Regions from separate parts of the Mus musculus genome. Here all the other regions are linked to region 4. The links are chromatin contacts, called in public Hi-C and HiChIP or PLAC-seq maps. All regions are on one chromosome and are shown on one strand. The core of a region is the stretch at or near the end of the contact, and the rest is flanking DNA. Distances in the headings are between cores, read along the strand shown. Region 1 holds the start of Rad23b (RAD23 homolog B, nucleotide excision repair protein). Region 2 has its middle 160 kb from the start of Gm12511. Region 3 has its middle 190 kb from the start of Gm34482. Region 4 has its middle 18 kb from the start of Klf4.

Region 1 (3,371 bases), core at 447-2,946, 160 kb after region 4:
AGAGCTCTCATGTAAATGTTTTTCTATACTTTCAAGAATTATTGCAGATATCTGGAAATTAAATAACTTCTTATAAAATTATTTTGTGCCACAATTTCAAAAAGGTTGGGAATTCTTGGCTTCTTATTAAAGATTGAAGGAGACTTTAGAATATTAGATGTGATAGGTAAAACAAAACACCATGTCTTCACACAAACATATACTGATTACATAGTAGGCCTTATTTAGAAATCAACTAAATGCCATTTAATCCTCACCATCTCAGCTGGTACAGTTCCCATTTCAGAAAATCAAACAGGGTAGTTTGTCCCGCTGTAGAAAACGAGTTATAGAGCCACAAATAGAATTCGGATCTCGGATCTATTTAATTAACACCACGTCCTGGTTGTTTCAATTACAAACTCAATCAGTCAAAAAAAAAAAAAAAGAAGAAGAAGAAGGAAACCCCCCCACACAAATATGCAGTAATCTATTGACATAGCGTCATAATTCCACGTGAGAAAAAATTTTATTCGCATGACATTTTTTAGATTCCTGACATAAAGTTGTATTAAAGTTAACACAGATCTTTTTACAGGCAAAACCGGAGACCACTGCATTAGAATTTATCACGTGAACTCGTTAAGTGTAGTAGTCGGCTTTTTAACTGTAGAACACCAAGTTTTTATATTTTTCTCCCTCCCTTCAAATACTACTATTCTAGGAGTCCGAGGAGCGTTCAGGTTCCCAAGACGACCGAAAGAACGCATTTAAATCCGGATCTGAAGGTTTCTAATGCAAAATTCTTCACCACCAACGTGGCCTCAGAACGTAATCCACCTGTGGGTGTGGGTTCAGTGGCTGCGAGGGGAAGGATCGTAAAAACTAATCCAAAATAAGACATAAATAAAAGGGCTCCTTCTGAGAGGCCAAAAAATTCATTTTTCCCCCACCATCCCTCCCGGCTGCAGACAAAACTAGGCGCGTTTAAGGCCCACCGTCTTGGGTAACCGGCCCCTTAGACCTCTGCACCTAGCCATGTCGCCGGAGGGTGGTGGCTTCGCCTGGGTCTCCCTCCCTCCCCCACCTGTGCACGTCAGGCCCGGCTCCAGCGCCCAGGCCGCCAGGTCTCCCCTCCCCCTCCGTCCCCACGACCACGCGCTCCGGGCCGCGGCCACCAGCGCCCACGCGGACCGGTGCTGCTCCACGCCATCTGCCCCCGGGCCTTCCTCGTTGTCGGCCACAAAGCCGGCGGTGACCCGACGCCCCTCTGGGGCCCTCCCGCGCCGCCCCGACTCGGGCCCGCGCTCCCCTAACCCGGCGGCGCATACCGTCTCCTCCGGGTCGATGTCGATCTTGAAGGTCTGCTGCTGAAGGGTCTTCAGGGTGACCTGCATGGTGCCTAAGCCGGGGCCTGGCCGCCCCGGGGTGGCCGCGATCCTCGCGCTCTCGGGAGGAAGGCGGTGGGGGTGGGGGGGCTTGTCACATTCGCCCGGAGTCGCACTCACCCCGGGCCCCGCGTCTCCCCTGGCCGCGCCGCCGCTCGCTCCCGCGGCTTTCCCGGTAAGCTCGACCCGCGGTGCTTCCTCACGCGCCAGCCACTGGGCCCGCAGGAGGCGCGAGGGACTCCCCGAGAGACGCAGAGAACCCGCTACCTCACCACAGGATGGTGGCCGCCATCACCGTGACTCGCCGAGACGTGACCCCTCCCCCACCAGAAAAAAACCCGGAGGATGGGGCCAGACTCGGGCGATCTGAGCAGGCGCAGGGTGCGGCGACGCAGTGCGCAGGCGTGAACAGGAACTCCGCCCGGGAATTGGAGGCGGGGCGATGGGTGGGGCTGGAATATCGTGCGGCGCGGCACCGGCGTGCGCAGGCGCACTTCGCAAGCAGAGGCGCTCGCGGAGGCCTGGTCCGCTCCGCGGTCCTGCAGTGGCTCCGCCTACATCCAGGCTCCGCCCAGCGGCGCGAGTTGCGCAACCCGTAGCCGGGGAACGGCTACGTGGAGTCCCGGCTCAGTGGCTGCGGCTCAGCGAGCGCGGAACCTTGAGGGCGGTGGAGCGGGCGGAGCCTTAGTGCAAGGATTGCCGAGGGCCGGCCCAGGAGGGGCGCACATCGCCAGTCGAGCATGTGTAATGCCGGTTGCTTCCCTGATTCTGAGACTGACTTCAGCCATGGACTGCTTGCTTGCCAGTCTTGTGTTCTCTCACCAGCCTTGGGACCTCCCACCTCTAAAGAAAGGCGGATTTAAGAAGGAGGCCTAGTTGTGTCACGCCTTTCCCTCTATCGTTTTGCTTCGTTTAGGTGTTGGTGGTAGATATTAGGCGGTTGCCTCTCCTCACCCCCTTCCCCCGCCCCCCCCCGCCTCACCCCAAGCGCTGCTTTCCTTTGCACGTGGACCCTTTTAATCTTTGCTCAAATGTCGCCTTCTTGAACTCTATCCTGCCTATCCAACTTAAAGTATCTTATTCGGATCTCATTATCCAGCTCCACTTGTCTCAGTAACCATTCATCACCTTCTGGGTACTCTACACTATGTGTATTTAGCGTGTGTGTCTTCTCTTCTTTTTCTGGTCCCCAGGCTGAAGCTACACAGAGGCATGCATTTTGTTTTGCCCACGTTGTGCCCCAAAGCCTACAGAATAAGCCTAGCACATTGTAGGTACAAGGTAAATATTAGAAAAATAGGTAGACGTGCTTCTGGTTCCTTGGCAGTAAGGGTGAGATGTCACTCAGCTAATTGGTGGTTGGAGAGGGTGGGATAATGCATGTAAGTCTTAGAGTCAGGAACACAAAGTTAAGTGCTTGGCTGTAGCTGTATGATTATTTACACAGCGATAAGACCAGAGTGCAGAGGTGTCGGGTAATAAGCACCACAATAGTAAGTGACACTTTAGGTGCTTGTCTGTATGCTGCCTCTTAATAGTGCAGTGACCCCTGTTAGACTTAAAAAGAAGAAAAAGCAGTTACCATCAGACCACAGTGAGGACAATTATGAGCATCCCCCATCTCTGAGCCAGCACCATCAATGATTACAGTATCGCTATTTGGATTTTCATGATTCCAGAAGCTAGGATATAATTTTGTCATGGAACTTTCCCTAACCAAGCCCCCTCTCCACCGACAAGGTATGTCCCTGAACTATGATAAATATCGAATTCTCTGCCGGCTAGGCTGTCTTCCTGTGGAACTAGTCTTAGTCACCAGGTATGCTCAACTTTTGCTCTGAAAAACTGGCAGCTGGGATCTCTCCCTTTAGCTATAGGGTCAGCCAAAGGCAAAGCAGTATTACTGTTTTCAGCGTAACCAGATGCTGGAAAAAAACATGGGCAAAGGTAGCAACTGACTTCCTTATGGGCTTTCCCTTCAAGCCATTTCTCCCCTCACTCATG
Region 2 (3,505 bases), core at 868-3,367, 220 kb before region 4:
TTCTGGAAACAGTTGCTAAGAAACCCACCAAGTAGCATCCCATCTTCTTATGCCCTAGCTTAAGCACCACTTCCACTACATTGTGTTGCATTAGAGAAGTCAGTAAGGCCAGTCCAGCATCAAGAAGAGAAAGAGAGTCTACTGCTTTGAGGAAGGGATATGTGTACATAGAGACTGAGAACTGATGGCGGTCATCTTGGAAACATGCTAACTGTGTCTGTTTGGGCAGTGACTACAGGGATCTCTTCGGTTTGTGACAGTCTAGCAAGCCACACACCTGTGATATGTCCCTCTTCCTGTGCATATAATTGCAACAAAAGGGTTTACATTTGAACTGGATTATTAAGAAGAATAACTCCACTTGCGTTGATCAGGCTGATCTCTTTGTGGCCCTCCTGTGTGTTAGTGGATAGCCCTGCCTCCCCAGAGTCTCCTGACCCCATCCCCAGCTTGAGTTAGAGATGTGAACTCTTTTGGGCTTCTTTTCCTGTGAAGGCTTCATTCCAACGAGGAAGCAAAGCAACACTTGCCTCACACTATTAGCGTGAGGAAGGACGAGACAACTTTAAGTAAACTTCCAGCCTATCTTGGATGCTCCGTGAATGAGCATTTCCGTTCAAACTCTGGCCACTTGCACAGACTCCTGACTCCTCTGCTGACAGGGATTAGGAGTTTAGACTTCTTAGAAGTCCTGACAGGATTCCAGTGAGCCCAAACCCTCCCTCCTCCCTGGGGTCCTTCCCTATAAACAGAGTCCTATAAGTCTGTGCTCTCTCTCACCTGCCACCCTACATGGAGGCCTGGGTCAGATGTGCTGAAAACACTCTGTGGCCTCTAGAACAGGGCCAAAGTCCCACAAGTGAAGTGACAAATGAATCAACTCAGCCAGGGCTTAGTCATTCTTAGGTACTTTCCACACAGACACATCGAGATGGTTACCAGAGAAAAGTCTGCCTGCCGACCTCACAGCTGCCCAGAGAAAATGTTGTTGTAACCTTTCCTTCACAGGGGAACAAGCAGCATCACTCTCCTTTCCTTCCCGTCCTTTCTGGAGCGAGATGCCCTGGCAAGGGAGCTGAAGTGCTTGTTTTTGTTTACCCTGGAGGAAGTTTCCAGATAGTTCTGAATCCAGGGCTTTGAATATGGGGCCGGCCCTTCAAGTCTTAGGCACTTAATGTCTAAGTGCATAAACAACTCCTCAGAGGCCACTGTCACTGGCCATCCAGATTCTCGGCCTTCCCAGCTAGCTCTCTGGTCAACAAGAGTATCCTTTAGGCTTTCAGATTCCAGAAAGACTGTGGAAGACTGTCCAAGCCCCTCACACTGATGTAGAGCGAGCTGGCTTCGCATACTTGTTATCCCAGAAATCAATAGGTCAAGCAGGAAGACTACCATAAGTAGTACCATACCAGCCTGGGCTACTTAGTGAGTGCTGGGTCTGCCTGGTCGACAATATGAGGTTGTTGTTTGCTTGTATGTATGTATATTTGTTTGTTTGTTTGTTTAATAAACAAAAATGTCTTCCCTTCCACCTGAGACATTAGATTGTAACTTCCTGGTCCCCTGTTCTTGCTTCTTAGTAATGGGGATTAAGAGTGCTCACCCAAAAATGGAGGGAAAGGCACATGAAGAAATGATCACAGCCTGGAACTCTCGCCCTCTGCTCCAATTCTTCAATCATTTCTGTGCAACCTTTCTCTATTTAAATTTCCTCTTTTACTTCCTATGTACTATCTCATTCTGTCTCCTCTCCTCTCCTCTCCTCTCCTCTCCTCTCCTCTCCTCTCCTCTCCTCTCCTCTCTTTTCTTCTCTGTTATCTGTATTTTTTTCTGCCTTGTTTTTAAGCCTCAGTCCAACCCCTACCCCATTCATAGCCATTTCTCTGTCTGGTATAGCTTTGGCGTGCAGCTATTGAAAGCTAGCCAGACTCTGGTTAAAAAACGTTGCAATTCTTGGCCGGTGTTTCTCTCCTTCCAAACGAGGGTGATGTTTCAGGCATAGGAAGTCCTGCCATCCATTTAGGCCCCAGGGAAGAAAAATAGCACAGCCTTTGTGTGTGGCCTTAGGTGGATGGTGAAGTGGGCCTCTGCATACTCACAGAAATAAGTCTGGTGTTTCAGAGAATTGTGAAATGTGTGCAGGCAATGTGTCATCCCAACAACAGTGAGTCAGTCTCCAGGCCCAGGCCCAAAGCTGGCTGCCTTTGCTTTCTAAATAGAAAGTGTATTCCTGGCCAGCCAGGCATTAGCAGAGGAGTGGTGGGTGAGTGAATGGACAGAGAAGCAGAGAAGACGTGCTAGTCCATACATCACAGGTTCCCAGGAAAATCAGGCTCCCCCTTTTCGGCCATCATTGGGAAGAGGGGCCCCTTAGTCTTGCAAACTTTATATGCCCCAGTACAGGGGAATGCCAGGACCAAGAAGTGGGAGTGGGTGGGTAGGGGAGCAGGGCGGGCGGGGGGGTTATAGGGGACTTTTGGGATAGCATTTGAAATGTAGATGAAGAAAATATCCAATAAAAAATTGAAAAAAAGGAAAATTTGTAAAAGAGCATTCTTTTTCCTTCTTTCCTAGTCACTTGAATCTGGTGTGTGTGTGTGTGTGTGTGTGTGTGTGTGTGTGTGTGTGTGTGAACTTTGCCCTTTGTCATTTATTTCAGCCTGAGCTTCCAGAGTGACCTTCCAAAATAAAGCCATAAAACTGCGACACAGTGGCCTAGATGACCTGAATGTGATAATCAGCCTCAATCAAATGGAGTTCAAAATCTCATCTTACCTTCCACTAACACTGTGAGAAGAGACAGAGACAGAGACAGAGACAGAGACAGAGACAGAGACAGAGACAGAGACAGAGACAGAGACAGAGACAGAGGCAGAGGCAGAGGCAGAGGCAGAGGCAGAGGCAGAGGCAGAGGCAGATAGAGACAGAGACAGAGACCAAACACAGAGAACATTCATGCATATGTATGGGTATTATTTGGGTATTACTGAGTAAATTTCCAAGCTCTCTGGAATCTTAGCATCACATTAGCTAAGAGGACCTGTCTGTCATGTATACCAGTGCTGTGTGCATGTGTGTGCATTCATGTATGTGTGCATGTCTGAGGGTACATCACTGGGTTTAAAAAACAATCTCTTTAGAGTCTCTGTCAATTCAAAACAAAACAAAAAACCCCTGCCTGCTCTTTCATGAAGTTTAAAGAAGGTAGCAACACTCACAGCAGGCGAGCATGGCATTCAGATGTCCTTATCTAACAAAAAGATGCTGTAGTTTGGAATGAATGTCCCCAGAGACCTATGTATCTGATACTTGGTCCGCATTCTGTGCTGCAACTGGGAGATCATAGGATGCTGAGGACATAGAAACTTGTGGAAGGAAAGGAGGTCATTGAAGGAGAGATTTGAGACCTGCCCATTTATGACCACAGTGATGTACTGCTATTCCAACACTATCAAATTCTGGACCAACAAGACCAGGGATTGAAACCAGGAACAAAAACAAACGT
Region 3 (3,295 bases), core at 783-3,282, 250 kb before region 4:
CTCTCCTCTCCTCTCCTCTCCTCTCCTCTCCTCTCCTCTCCTCTCCTCTCCTCCCCTCCCCTCCCCTCCCCTCCTCTCCTCTCCCCTCCCCTCTCCTCCTCTCTCCTCTCCTCTCCCCTACTCTCTTCTCCTCTCCCCTACTCTCCTCTCCTCTCCCCTACTCTCCTCTTATCTCCTATCTCTCTGCAAGGTCTTGCTATGAAGCCCAGGCCAACGTAAACTCACCTCGTAGCCCAAGCTGGCCTGGAAGCCAAAGTCCTCTTTCCTGTGCTTTCTGAGTGCCAGGATTACAGGCACACAAAACCGTGCTAGGCATTAATAGATGCATTTGAAACACAAAGCTATACATGTGTGTATATTTCTTCAAGGCCCGTCTCAGTTAAAACTGGGTTTCTGGATCAGGAATCAGGATGTTCCCACTTTCATTGTGCTAATGGCTTCATGTCACCTGTGAACATGCCGCCTGCCCCAGATGCTAACAAAAGTAAAATCCCCTGCCCAAGTGAGCCTTGGTACACCAAGGGCAGAGGTGGCGTGTGCCTACACTATGCCATGATAGGGACATGGAAGGGACAAGAGTTCTTAAGGTTCAGTAGATGAATGCTCTGCCTGCTGTGTGCTTTCATAACTTCCTTAGCTAGCATGGGTGTCTCAGTCTGTCACCCCCACAATTCACTGTGTAGAATGCCACGTGTCAATTTTCAAGTCTATCTTCTGGAGAAATCGGTGAAGAGGTAGGTGGGCAGAGTAATTAAACCTTTTGTCTTTATATCCCTGATCCCAGCTCCAGGTCCTGGGCAGATCTTGCTAAGTGTGGGAAAACCCAGCTTATAAATGCCAAAGAAACAGAAGGTCATCTTTATCCTCAGCTTCGTGTTTAATGAGTGTTTGCAAGCTTCCCTGTCTCATTAGGTTTGACAGCTTTTAGAACTCAAAGGAAAGTTCTTTTTTCCCCTAAACCTGAGGCAGGTACTTCCTTTACTTTTCAAGGAAGACATTAAAACCATAAAAGAACATTTCTTGTGAACCATAAAAAGGATAAACAATAAACGATGTGGTTTGTGAGAGAGGAAATATCACACACCTTATTGAAAAAGTGCTCTTACTGGAAACAATGTGTTTGGAGATGAATTTTTCTTTCCTATTGCCAGGCCTTGACCTGCCAATTCTCCAGGGAAATATGGGGCATGAGATGTTGCTGCAGCGCCAGTGACCAGCAGTTTTCAGATGACATCGCTGGCCAGACCCATCACACGGTCACGTCAGTGCTCACAACCACACTCCCAGAGAGTTAGGACATTTCCATTTCACAGCCCCAGCACCTGAGCTTGAGGATAGCAGCTTACTAACACACAGAGCTGGAATCTGCTCATATTTGTCCCATGGCTGTGGCATCTCACTTAGACCAAGGTCTAAGGGAATGGGGGCCAGGGATCGACCCATGTTGCCACATATGATAGAATCTCCGTCTTAGTTAATGCCAAAAAATATTCCTTTATGTGTATTTGCCATATTTCCTTTTAAGTAGCCATCTGTGAATTTGGCTCCATATCCTGGTATATATCACTGTGTAGTGAGTCTGGGAGTGTCTTGGTTTTAATTCAATTGGGTACACACTCAGAATGAAGTTGCTGGATCATTCAGTGATTCTATTTTTAATCTTGTGAGAAATCACCACACTGTTTTCCATAGATGCTACAATATTTGGTGTGCAAGATGCATAATTCAATATTCTGTCTGCCCAACAGAATGTCTGTGACTAAATATAATATATGCATACTACTTTTTGTTAGGTGTTTTTGTCACCAACACACAAGTGATGGAGGTAAGAGGTAAACTGACCATCTTTATGTTTTGGGCATGTGTGTGTTTGTCTCCAAATCTGTCAAATTATGTTCATTAGATCAGTTTTCCATATCAACTCCACCTCAGAAAAGCTGTTAAGCCTGGGAATGTAATTGTCTGATACAGCACTTGCTCAGCATACACAGTGCTGAGAGGGAAGAAGAGGAAGTTAAGGAGAAAGTTACTTCATGTCTGCAATCCCAGCCAAGGGTAGACATAGGCAAGAGAATGCATGGAGGTGAGACAAACTTGGACTACACAGAGAGCTCCAGACCAGCCTGTGCAACAAAGTGAGAGTCTGTTTCAGACAAGCAAGAAGGCAGACTTGAAAGAAACTGTCCCACAACTGTGTTCATATATTTGGCATTACTAGTCTATATATAAAAGTGGCTAAGGCCATAAAGTATTTTATAAACCTCCACAAAAGAAAAGGAGAAAAAGAGATGGAAGGAAAAAAGAAGAGAGGAAGGAAGGAAGGAAGGAAGGAAGGAAGGAAGGAAGGAAGGAAGGAAGGAAGGAAGGCCTAAAATAAAAAGAGATCCAACTACAGGTCGCTGAATTGTATGCATTAATATTTGCCTGTAATATCAGCACACAAAAGGTCAAGGCAGGAGGACTGTAAGCTTGAATTTTGAAGCCACCTAACAATACAAAGTGTGAAGTGCCCTCCACTCCTCTTCAAAAAAAAAAAAAAATGTCTTTTTTGAGTCTCAATTCCACAGGCTTTGTGTAAGATCTAAGTAACTCCAAGTCCAGAGGTGTCATTGAACAGCATTTCAATGAACTCTGTCCCAGCACCAAGCAGTTAAAAAAAATCACCACCTTGCTCTTTAAATTCACCCGACCCCATCGCCAGGCTTCCTCACCAGGGCATGAACAGAAACTGTGTTGTTTTGGGGGGAAGCCATGCTATAAACAGTCAACATATCCTAAGAGAAGCTGCAGCATACCCACACTGAGGCCCCGAAGATGTCCAGGCTTCACCCAGACTAGATGGCAATAAACACATGCTGCAAAAGGAAGGAAAGAGGATTCACTACATAAAGTTTGGGATAGACAGATATGGACATAAAAACTAAAGAAAAGTGCCCACAGTCCAACACCCCTGTACTGGCTGGTTTTGTGTGTCAGCTTGACACAAGCTGGAGTTATCACAGAGAAAGGAGCTTCAGGTGAGAAAATGCCTCCATGAGATCCAGCTGTGGGGCATTTTCTCAATTAGTGATCAAGTGGGGGGAGCCCTTTGTGGGTGGGACCATCCCTGGTCTGGTAGTCCTGGGTTCTATAAGAAAGCAAGTTGAGCAAGCCAGGGGAAGCAAGCCAGTAAGCAACATTCCTCTATGGCCTCAGCATCAGCTCCTGCTTCCTCACCTGCTTGAGTTCTAGTCCTGACTTTCTTTGGTTATGAACAGCAATGTGGAAAGTGTAAGCTGAATAAACCCTTTCTTCC
Region 4 (3,452 bases), core at 147-2,646:
ACAAACCCGCATTGAGTCCAGAGGTAATCATTAATGTTTCAAGGGCTAACTCACTGGATGCCCTTTTCCCTCTGATGGCTTCCAAGCACCCCTGATGATGGGTTTCGGGAGATAAACTTTCCAGTCAGCAGACTCCAATTGAGAAGACAATGGATTGGAGATGCAGAGATTAACAGGAGTTTGGGTGATGAACGATTACTCCTATCTGGTCTGTGTGAAATGAAAGGAGCTTGCAGCATCCCCAGATAGGAGTTGTTTGGGTTTCAGGCCCATAATACCCTCCCTCTCTCCACAAAGGATTAGACCCTCTCTGAACAAAGCTAGAACAGAATCGTGTGGGTCGGCCAGACTCTGGGCCTTGACCTTGCTCTGCTGTTTCTGGTCACGTGCCACTTGTTTGGGATTTTGTTTTTCTGTGTTCTTCCGAAGGGCGACTTTCCCAGCGTCAAGAGCCTTTTCAAAGTCACAAGCGAATCATCCCTTAGTTCTTCCAGGCCGCTTTGGCAGGCTTTCTCTACCTTCCCCAAACAGGACCAAGCTCCTATATAAAATTCATAAAATTCTTGGCAGGAAAGAAACCCTCCCATTGGAATGAACAGATGTTGGGCGAGTAACTTTGCCATGATGAGTTGTTCCTAATACTGTAGGTCTAAAACGTGTGAGGATGTTAGCTTGTATTTTAATGAATGTCAACAAGTTCTGGGCAGTTCTTCCATCGCTATCTGTGGCACACACATAACAATCACACACCTGAATTTCTACAGAGTCCTTGGGGATTGGAAAGCTATGAAAAAGCGAAAATGGAAATCCAACGTGCATGCTGATGTATTATTATAAGCTAACTCTCAGAAACACCTTTCCTCTCTGCCCAGCACCTGGATGGTCTACGTGCTTCTCCTGAGGCAATTAGCTTTGGGGGAATCAGCAGAGACGACCAGGGTCCCCACCCCGGAGACTGGAGTGTCAGTTGCCTGGGCTTCTGCTGGCTGCAATGCAAGCCCAGAACCAGCCTATCCACTTTGGGATTCAAAGTCGGAAATAGGGTTCCCTGTGGGGTGGGATGCGGTGCGAGCCGCTCCGCTACAGCTGGCGGAGGAGACTTGGGACTGGACTGGAAAGCGGCGCATGCGCGACCCAGTGAGCATCGGGCTCCGCCTGGAGTCCCCGCTGAGGGCAGTTCTCGCTCTGCCGGAGCGCACCAACGTATTCCAGGTCCCCTGCCACGCCCGGAAGAACTCCTTAGCGTCCCTGTTCCTCTCCAAGAGGAGGTGGAATGGAAGATCGTAGGGTGTGGCTGGCGGAAGAGCCGATCGCCCAGAGTCCGCGACGCTCTTGGGCGGCCCCGGTGCCCGGGAGGCCTGAGGGCTTGAGCTGGAGGCGGGTGCGGCGCGGTCTGCAGCGCCTCCCGCCGGTCCTCTTGCAGTAACGCGGCCGCAGGAGGGAGAGCCTAGACCCAAGCCCTAGACTGACTCTTGTACGGGATTTCTCATTTTGACTCTCATCAGTACTTGGTTTGGGGCTCCTGAAACTTGATTCCCAGGCCTCTTCTTGGCGGATGAATACTGGGAGGTCGTACGATCATTTCAGAGAAGGAGTGGGTGGGCTGCAGACGAGGACAGGGTTCTGGGTTTGTTTCTTATCGTTTTGGTACCAAGGATTAAAGACAGGATTTTGTGCATGCTACGTAGGTCTTGGACAGCAGAGCTACAACCCCCCTCATTTACCTTCCCACAGAGAAGAAATCCGACTGCCCAGGTGGGATACTGTCACCTGTGGCTGTAAACTCAACTGTCTTCTCTCTGAACTTCATTTCCTCGTTGCAAAATAGTAATGATCTTATCTGCTTCCCAAGTAAGAAATGCAAAGCCCCTAGCTGTGACATCAGCTGTCAGGGCCCAAGAGCAACAGTACTACACACACACACACACACACACACACACACACACACACACACACACACACACAAAACAGGTGCAAAGAGAGACTTTACTCCTCACACAGTCAACCAGCAGATCCAGGGTCCTTTTTTGACAACACATAGCAGATGCTCAGCGGTCTATAGATCTTTGCCTGTGGCAGTCATGTTTGCTCACTCAGGCAGCTTGCAATGCAGAAAACTAGGTTTTTAAGTGGAGTTGGGGCGGTGGCTTATATGCTGCAGCTCCTGTAATAAGGTCAGAGTACAACTTAATTTTCCCCATTTCTTTCCTTATTTAGTGTGTGTGTGTCATCTCAGACAACGTGTGCTACTGTGTTCTCAGACACTTAAGAGGGAAGAAAGTACCCACTAAGCCACATCTCAGCCCATGTAGGAAGCTCGGACTACTGGGACCATGTGCTCTCATTTCTCCTTAACACCTCTCCCACACACATCTCACATTCTTTCTGAAGTGATCGTGTTAGAAAGTGTTAGTGTACACAGACTTACCAGTTGCCAGAGGTCTTTATCCTATAACTTCCCTTGGACCCAGTACAGCAGGCACATCTCTCAGGGTGAGTTACTAGTTCCCGCTGGAATGGAGCAGTGTGCAGATTTGGTGGATTGGGGAGAGCTTGCCTTCACGCCCTTTCCCAGACTTTGACTTTATCAGAGGATACCTCCTGGGACACCTGCCACTTGTGTGCTCTCGCTAAAGGTTGGCACTTTGCCTAGAGAGGGGGGAATGGGTCTTCTTGGACATGTTCTTTTTCAGTCCTGTTCTGGGGCATCTAATTCAACAGTCAGCGTGAACGGAGACAAGAGTCACCATGGAAATCTATTAGGAGTTTTTATGTGTTTGTTTGCTTCTGCTTCTTTTCTAAAAGGGTCTCACATACTCTGGACCTCACCCCCTCTTCTTTCACCTTCCAAATTCTGGGACTGTAGGCGTGTAAGGCACAGGCAAGTGAAGTGTAACCTCACCAGACTGATCTGTTGGGATTTTTTTTTAGGGGGGTCTGTTTTGTTTTGGGTTTTCTGGTGCTCTCTGTACCAGAAGTAAAGGGCTATGATGAGAAGGGCATTGGTACGGTGTTTGTAATTAGTCCTACTGAGTATGGTAGTCCGTGCTTGTTATCCCAACACTCAGGAGGTTGAAGCAGGAGGATTGAAAGTTAGAGGCCAGCATGGGCTGTTTCCCCAAGACTCTGTCACAAAAATTTTTTTTAAAGGCAAAACAGTTTAAACAAGAAGTATATGAGCACTGATGTAATAATATTCATTTTTAGCAAAGCAAAAATCCAAATATGGTATTTTTGTGGATTATGATAAGGTGTGAGGAAAAGAAAATTCCTGTCTTCTCTAGCTCTTGAAAATATCCTCATTCCCCTGTACTGGGGCATATAATCTTCGCAAGACCAGGGGCCTCTCCTCCCAATGATGGCCAACTAGGCCATCTTCTGCTACATATGCAGCTAGAGACGGGAGCTCTGGGGGCACTGGTTATAACGTTCATATTGTTGTTCCTCCTATA

The links. A called contact is a pair of places that touch in the nucleus more often than the background predicts. HiChIP or PLAC-seq counts read pairs in DNA pulled down with a chosen protein or histone mark.
Region 1: a Hi-C map of uterus shows a contact between it and region 4, with 2.6 times the contacts expected there. The contact joins the promoter of Rad23b here to the enhancer-like site in region 4. A contact is called at or near these places in 1 of 39 promoter capture datasets (pre-B cells), 3 of 484 Hi-C or Micro-C datasets (B cells, muscle stem cells and uterus) and 4 of 115 datasets of contacts at active chromatin or transcription factors (embryonic stem cells and thymic regulatory T cells).
Region 2: a contact with region 4 is called in a Hi-C map of uterus, with 2.8 times the contacts expected there. The contact joins two enhancer-like sites. A contact is called at or near these places in 11 of 484 Hi-C or Micro-C datasets (MC3T3-E1-derived osteoblasts, beige adipocytes, bone marrow-derived macrophages and 7 more), 5 of 115 datasets of contacts at active chromatin or transcription factors (bone marrow-derived macrophages, differentiating embryonic stem cells, embryonic fibroblasts and 2 more) and 1 of 9 other capture datasets (embryonic stem cells).
Region 3: an H3K4me3 HiChIP or PLAC-seq map of bone marrow-derived macrophages shows a contact between it and region 4, with 7 times the contacts expected there. The contact joins two enhancer-like sites. A contact is called at or near these places in 2 of 484 Hi-C or Micro-C datasets (bone marrow-derived macrophages and nephron progenitors), 5 of 115 datasets of contacts at active chromatin or transcription factors (bone marrow-derived macrophages, embryonic stem cells and stem cell-derived neural progenitor cells) and 1 of 9 other capture datasets (embryonic stem cells).

What each region holds. Positions count from the first base shown.
Region 1 is chr4:55,348,367-55,351,737 of GRCm38.p6, reverse strand. Rad23b (RAD23 homolog B, nucleotide excision repair protein) reads right to left here and starts at 1,696. Exons shown (of 10, transcript NM_009011.4): 1 at 1,311-1,696. The coding sequence starts at 1,376.
Region 2 is chr4:55,730,838-55,734,342 of GRCm38.p6, reverse strand. No RefSeq gene overlaps it. Among named protein-coding and RNA genes, the nearest start is that of Gm12511, 160 kb to the right of the region's middle. Within about 2 kb of position 2,117, at least 131 of the 459 cell types and tissues checked have an H3K27ac peak or open chromatin away from gene starts, as enhancers often do. A contact at or near this core is called in beige adipocytes, bone marrow-derived macrophages, embryonic fibroblasts and 2 more, where this site is marked.
Region 3 is chr4:55,764,263-55,767,557 of GRCm38.p6, reverse strand. No RefSeq gene overlaps it. Among named protein-coding and RNA genes, the nearest start is that of Gm34482, 190 kb to the left of the region's middle. Within about 2 kb of position 2,032, at least 3 of the 459 cell types and tissues checked have an H3K27ac peak or open chromatin away from gene starts, as enhancers often do. A contact at or near this core is called in bone marrow-derived macrophages, where this site is marked.
Region 4 is chr4:55,512,790-55,516,241 of GRCm38.p6, reverse strand. No RefSeq gene overlaps it. Among named protein-coding and RNA genes, the nearest start is that of Klf4, 18 kb to the left of the region's middle. Within about 2 kb of position 1,396, at least 148 of the 459 cell types and tissues checked have an H3K27ac peak or open chromatin away from gene starts, as enhancers often do. A contact at or near this core is called in B cells, beige adipocytes, bone marrow-derived macrophages and 4 more, where this site is marked.